Linked DNA regions of Sus scrofa: region 2 is linked to region 1. Evidence: chromatin contacts called from public Hi-C data. All regions are on one chromosome and are shown on one strand. The core of a region is the stretch at or near the end of the contact, and the rest is flanking DNA. Distances in the headings are between cores, read along the strand shown. Region 1 overlaps LOC106506854 (a long non-coding RNA gene). Region 2 overlaps OGDH (2-oxoglutarate dehydrogenase, mitochondrial).

Evidence for each region. A called contact is a pair of places that touch in the nucleus more often than the background predicts.
Region 2: a Hi-C map of liver shows a contact between it and region 1, with 3 times the contacts expected there. The contact joins two enhancer-like sites. A contact is called at or near these places in 1 of 47 Hi-C or Micro-C datasets (liver) and 1 of 2 datasets of contacts at active chromatin or transcription factors (alveolar macrophages).

The regions. Positions count from the first base shown.
Region 1 is chr18:50,486,276-50,489,405 of Sscrofa11.1, reverse strand. The region is part of intron 2 of LOC106506854 (a long non-coding RNA gene); the gene reads left to right. Among named protein-coding and RNA genes, the nearest start is that of MYO1G, 21 kb to the right of the region's middle. Within about 2 kb of position 1,840, at least 35 of the 83 cell types and tissues checked have an H3K27ac peak or open chromatin away from gene starts, as enhancers often do. A contact at or near this core is called in liver, where this site is marked.
Region 2 is chr18:50,622,107-50,625,267 of Sscrofa11.1, reverse strand. It overlaps OGDH (2-oxoglutarate dehydrogenase, mitochondrial), which reads left to right. Exons shown (of 23, transcript XM_021079062.1): 10 at 164-292. Among named protein-coding and RNA genes, the nearest start is that of ZMIZ2, 25 kb to the right of the region's middle. Within about 2 kb of position 1,542, at least 1 of the 83 cell types and tissues checked has an H3K27ac peak or open chromatin away from gene starts, as enhancers often do. A contact at or near this core is called in liver, where this site is marked.

The DNA.
Region 1 (3,130 bases), core at 591-3,090:
GCTCCGATTTGACCCCTAGCCTGGGAACTTCCATATGCCATGGGTGCTGCCCTAAAAAGACAAAAAAAAAAAAAAAAAAAGAAGAAGAAGAGGAAGAGACACCAGCAGTTTCCTCTATGGTGCAATGGGATTGGTAGCATCTCTGCAGCTCTGGGAGGAGGGCTTGATCCTTGGTCTGGCACAGTGGGTTAAGGATCTGGCATTGCCACAGCTGTGGTGTAGGTCTCAAGTGCAGCTTGGATCTGATCCCTGACCTGGGAACTCCATATGTCACAGGGCGGCCGAAAAAGAAAAAAGAGCGAGACTCCAGAGCTTGTGCTCTCCACATGGATAGGTCATGTGAGGTGCAGCATGAAGGTGCCATCTGCAAGCCAGGAGGAGGCCCTCCCAGGAAACCAGATGGCCAAGCGCCTTGATCTCAGACTTAACAGCCCTAGACCTGTGAGATATCAATGTCTGTCATTTGAGCTGCCCCGTCTGCAGTATTTTCTTAATAGCAGTCCAAGCACACTGCCACGTTCACCCTAACCTGAGCTTAATCTAATCCTAACCCTCAGACCTAAAACTATCCTTAACCTTCACCCTAACCCTAAAATTTAACCCTAACAGGATCACCAAGCCCTACTTCTATTCTTTTTTTTTTTTTTTTTTTTTTTTTTTTTTTTTTGTCCTTTTAGGGCTGCACCCTCGGCATATGGAAGTTCCCAGGCTAGGGGTCAAATCAGAGCTGTAGCCTCTGGCCTACACCACAGCAACATCAGATCAGAGCCACGTCTGCAACCTACACTACAGCTCATGGCAACCCCAGATCCTTAACCCACTGAGAGAGTCCAGGGATTGAACCTGCATCCTCATGGATGCTAGTCAGTTTCGTTTCTACTGAGTCACTACGGGAACTCCCCCTACTTCAATTCTTGACCCCAATATGAAGTCTAGCAAGATTCAGCCCTAACCCAATCGTTAACTATAACAACAACTCTCTGATTCCTGCCCCAGAAACTTCCATATGCCCCAGGCATGGCCAAAAACCAAAGCCAAAAAAATCCCATGGCTCTCTGTAAACCCTAAACTTGATCCTAAATGGAGCCCTAGCTATATAGCTGAGACAAACTCCAGCCCTAATGCTAACTTAACCCCAAGCCCAGTTCCAGCTCCAGCTCTAAATTTATCCTTAAACCTAATACTATTTCAACAGGAAACTTAACTCTGACTTTAGTCCTCAGCTGAGCGGTCATAAACAGTCCAGCTCAACTCTCTCACTATATTTATATTCCACTATATGATAAAATTAAAAGAACCGTGCTGTCTGATAGACACTTTTCCCCCAAAGCGGCTGTAATGTTGAAATTCTAACCAGAAGCCACGTGATGGTTTTCAGAGAAATTGGCATCCTTTCCAGGAAGGCGCCCTTTCTGACCCTTTGGTCCCATTATCAGATCCTGGTATGATCTTTGCTGGAGTTCTGCCAGAGTGCACCCAGAGCTGACCTGAGTTTTGGGGACCGACTCCTACTAACCAAAATCTAACAGGTGAATGTATAAATCAAATCACTGGTCTTTAATTTACTGGGTTCCATTTTTCCAGTGATTGGAAGTGTCATGAGACTGTCGCTAGGACCCAGCGTCCCACTTTCTTGATGACTGTGTTCAGATGACACCCCTTGGGCTTGGGGCAGGGGTCCCCCCTAGGGGAGTGGATGCCGATTAGTCCCGGCCAATGAGAGACTGAACACACAATGGCCAGACTGTTTATCAAAACAGACCTCTGACCTACAAGCTACAGCACCCCGCCCAGGAAGCCAGAGGCTGTAAGTCACACTTGAGGGAAGAGCCAGCCTGCTGTCTCTAGGGACAACCCAGGAAGCCACACAACAGCCCCTGTTACAAGCGACTCCAAACGGCCAGGACTTGGTCAATAACTGACTGCTGCTTCCCCAAGTTCTGTCCCTTCTTCCAACTCAGGACCAACCAGAGAAAGCCAGACACGCTCCCCCAACCGATCACGTGGGACGCCCCCTTCTGGCGAGGGCGCCTCTGGCTCCCCCAGGCCCACAGCCCCCTTCAGGGCACCCCTGAGCCCTGTACTCCTCCAGGAAGCCCTCCTACTCCCCTGCCAGCCCTGAGTCTCTGCCAGACCAAGGGATGGGGTGACTCCCTCACCACAGCCAGCTCTGGACACACGCCTCTGCCATCCTCATCGGTTGATCTTTGTGTCTTTCCACCCCGGTCAAGCACATGCCATCTTCCCAGCCAGCAATAAGCTCAGGCGCTGGCACAAGCTCTGACCCTGGCTGGGGGTTTCTGGGAAAGATTTCCTCCCTGAAAACGGGCTGCGAGGAGGACAAGCCCCCTCCTCCCTTGGGTGCAGCCCTGTGAGCACTGAGGCTTGAGGGATTCAGGGCAGCCAGCGTGCATCCTGGGGGGTGAAGCCCTTCTGCTGATGGGATGGGCTCCAGCACTTAACTCAGGGGGGCCCGTGACATGCCACAAAAGCACTCCCGTGGATTCGCCTGGTGAGCAGACCGGGGCCAGGGCCTCGAGGGGAGGCAGAGGACAGTCCTCGGTGGAGAGGCTCAGGCCCAACTGATGGTGATCAGGAGCAGGATGCCAGATGCTTGTCACTTTCTTTTTTTAACCAACCCATCAAACCGTGGGACTTTTATTTGAATCTTGTAGATGCTTATCACTTAAACTCTTCTTTCCAAGACTCTAGGAAGACCACTCCTCTCCTATGAACGTTTACTTGTTTCCAGACACGACCTGAAACTGAACAGCCACAAGGAAGGTCCTGTTCACTCTGGCAGCTTGGCCTCCCCGGCCTCCACTCTCTGGCCTCTAACTCCATCCTCGTTCCTGTCCCAGCAGCAGGCTCATTCCTGACCCTCGCAGGGTTTTCAGACGCAGGGGCTGCTCCTTGCCCTGGCGTGTCACCTCCACGCCCAGCCTGCTGTTGAGACCAAGCCCCACTCAGCAGCCCTGGTCCCTCTGCTTAACCTGGGGTCGTGGCAGCAGATGCGGTTCTCCCTGCTTTGGGGAGGAATCCAGCCTGGCTGACAGCAGAGGAAAGTCAGGAGCTTCTGCCCTGCTTTAGTCACTTGGAAAATGTGCTGATTGCTTGGTGGCATGTTTTC
Region 2 (3,161 bases), core at 293-2,792, 140 kb before region 1:
GCCTGGGGTCTTTGTGCTTCCCTGCCATTTTCTTCCGTAATTTGAAGTTATCTCAGAGTCCGTCATTTTTGGAACAGCAGACCGTGGCTTAATCTCCAGCGTGCCTGGTGCATGTGATGACCAGGACCACGTTGGGGCTGAGGTCTCCTTTGCGTGTCTGCAGGTCATGTCCATCCTTCTGCACGGGGACGCCGCGTTTGCCGGCCAGGGCATCGTCTACGAGACCTTCCACCTGAGCGACCTGCCGTCCTACACAACTCACGGCACTGTCCACGTGGTCGTCAACAACCAGGTAACCTGGGCTCCGGAGCCCACAGCATCGATGAGACTTTCCCGAGGCTTCCGTGCTCACGTGGGTCTTGCTTAGAGTGACTCGGCTGTGTTATTTATAACACATGCTATTACTCAGACACCACAGGAAAGCTTTCTTTAAGAGATTTAGGAGTTCCCACTGTGGTCAGCAGGGTCAGTGGCATCTCTGCAGCGCTAGGACGTAGATTCAGTTCCCATCCTGCATAAAGGACGCGGCGGAGGCCGCAGCTGAGGCTCAGATCCGATCTGAGGCACCAGAGACTTTTACATCTTGTTTCAAGGAATCAAATGTATAATTTCTAATCCCTGAGAAAAGACTCGAATAGATTCTCAGCCTAGTTGAGGTGTCCCTGGCACAAAATGCCACCCAGGCTCTCGGTCAGGTCCTTCATTTCGTCTTTGTGCACACGGTCCTGAAATGTGATCTGACAGTGGTGTGGCCGTGTGGCTTCTCGCCTGATCCCCACACGCCCACTCAGAAAGCCCTGCCTAATGAGTCGGTGGCAGCAACACGTGGTTCTCCCCATGGCCTGACAGGTTCAGCACCTGGTCAGTGATACACGGGGGCACAGAGAATGACCCAGAGCCAGGGTTTCAGAGTCAGGATTCAGGATTCAAGCGTTTAGGATGCTGAGGCGCAGCCAACAAGGATTAAGTCTAGAGACAAGTATTATATCAAACATTAAACTTTTTCATTAGCGTTTTTGGTTATAATTTACATTCAGTAGAATTCACCCGCTGTGTTGTGTAGTTTCCTGGTTTTAACAAATGCATGCAGTCATGTAAGAGGGGCTTTTGGGGTTTTTTTTTGTCTTTTTGTCTTTTTAGGGCCGCACCTGCAGTATATGGACGTTCCCAGGCTAAGGGTCGAATCAGAGCTGTTGCCGCCGGCCTACACCACAGCCACAGCAATGCCAGATCCAAGCCGCGTCTGTGACCTACACCACAGCTCACAGCAACTCCGGATCCTTCACCCACTGAGCGAGGCCAGGGATCAAACCTGCAACCTCATAGTTCGTAGTCCAATTCGTTTCCGCTGCACCATGACGGGAACTCCAATATCTAAGAGTTTAATCACTGCAGAAAACACTCCTCTCAGCGTACCTGCTGGCAAACACTATGATTTTGCATTTTCCAGAATGCCCAATAAACGGAGCCCTAGAGCCTGTGGCCCGTTGAGTTTGGCTGCTCTCCTCCAGCATAACTCGGCTGACTTTGATCCGTGATCTCTTGTGCTTGTTCCCTCTGGTGGCTGCGTAGTGTTCCACTATATGGCTGTGCCAGTTTGTGTAGTCATTCAGCCATCAGAGGGAGTTTGGATTCTTTGCAGCGTTTGGCCGTTATGATTAAAGCCAGTGTGTTCACGTGCAGATTTGAGTGTGTCCATCAGGTGTTCTGACTCTTTGTAAATACCTAGAAGTGGAGTTGCTGGATTATGTAATAGGCGTGTGGTGTGTTCCATGTGCTTACTCTGTGTTTCCCTGAAGGAAACTGGGGCTGTGTGGTTTTCACTTTCTTGATGTTGTCTTTTGAAGCACAAAAGTTGAAGGGTCTTTGTTTATTGTGTTTTCTGGGTTTGGTTGTGTGGGGTTTTTTTTTGTCTTTTTGCTGTTTCTTGGGCCGCTCCCACGGCATATGGAGGTTTCCAGGCTAGGAGTCCAATGGGAGCTGTAGCCACTGGCCTACGCCAGAGCCACAGCAACGTGGGATCCGAGCCGTGTCTGCAACCTACACCACAGCTCACGGCAACGCCGGATCATCAACCCACTGAGCAAGGGCAGGGACCGAACTCGCAACCTCATGGTTCCTAGTCGGATTCGTTAACCACTGCGCCACGATGGGAACTCCTGGTTGTGTTTTTTAGGGCCGCATCTGCAGCATGTGGCAGTTGCCAGGCTAAGGGTCAAATTGGAGCTGCAGCTGCCGGCTTACACCGCAGCCAGAGCAACGCCAGATCTGAGCCATGTCTGAGACGCACACCACAGCTCACAGCAATACAGGATCCTTCACATGGATGCTAGTTGGATTCATTACTGCTGAGCCACAGCAGGGGCCCGGATTGGACCCCCAGCCTGGGAACCTCCATATGCCATGGGTGTGGCCCTAAAAAGACCAAAAGACGGTAAAAGATGCAGCAGTCATTCACAGTGGGATGAATACTGGGACGGGCGATGGGAGGCTGAGGTCTCAAACCTCGAAGCAGTGCACTTTCCGTAAGGTTCTGGCTGAACCGAGCGTATCATGATCACTGTCTTACGGGGTCTCCACCCTTGTTTCCCTACGTGGAGAAACACCGATGGGCCTTGGGACGGTTCAGGGTCTCTCTGAGTGTTCGCCAGAGTTCTCCCTGGCATATCACTTTTTCACGTTCTCATCAGTTTCTGACTATTTCTAATATTTCCTTTAGTATGTATGATAAAAGAGATTATGTGAAAGCAATTCATCAGAAATAAAGGATTCTCAGACTGGAGTTCCCTGGTGGCTCAGTGGGTTAAGGATCCGGTGTTGTCACTGCTGTGACTCAGGTTGCTGCTGTGGCATAGGTTCGATCCCTGGCCTGGGTACTACCACGTGCCGCAGGTGCGGCCCTAAAAAGACAAAACAAATAAATAAAAATAAAGGAATCTCAGGCTTCTGTAAGAACTGCAGTTTTGCTAACGTTTTCTTTAATCTTTTTACTGTTTTTGATACCATGGATCACGGCATATGGGGTCAGTCAGATCTGTAGCGGGAAAAGAAAGGCCTGCCGTCCTGGGCTCAGAACCTACCTAAGATTTCCCCTTCCAACCTTCTCTCCCAAGGGAGTCCTCAGACGCTAAATATTTTTGGAGAAGAATGTTTATCAAAAC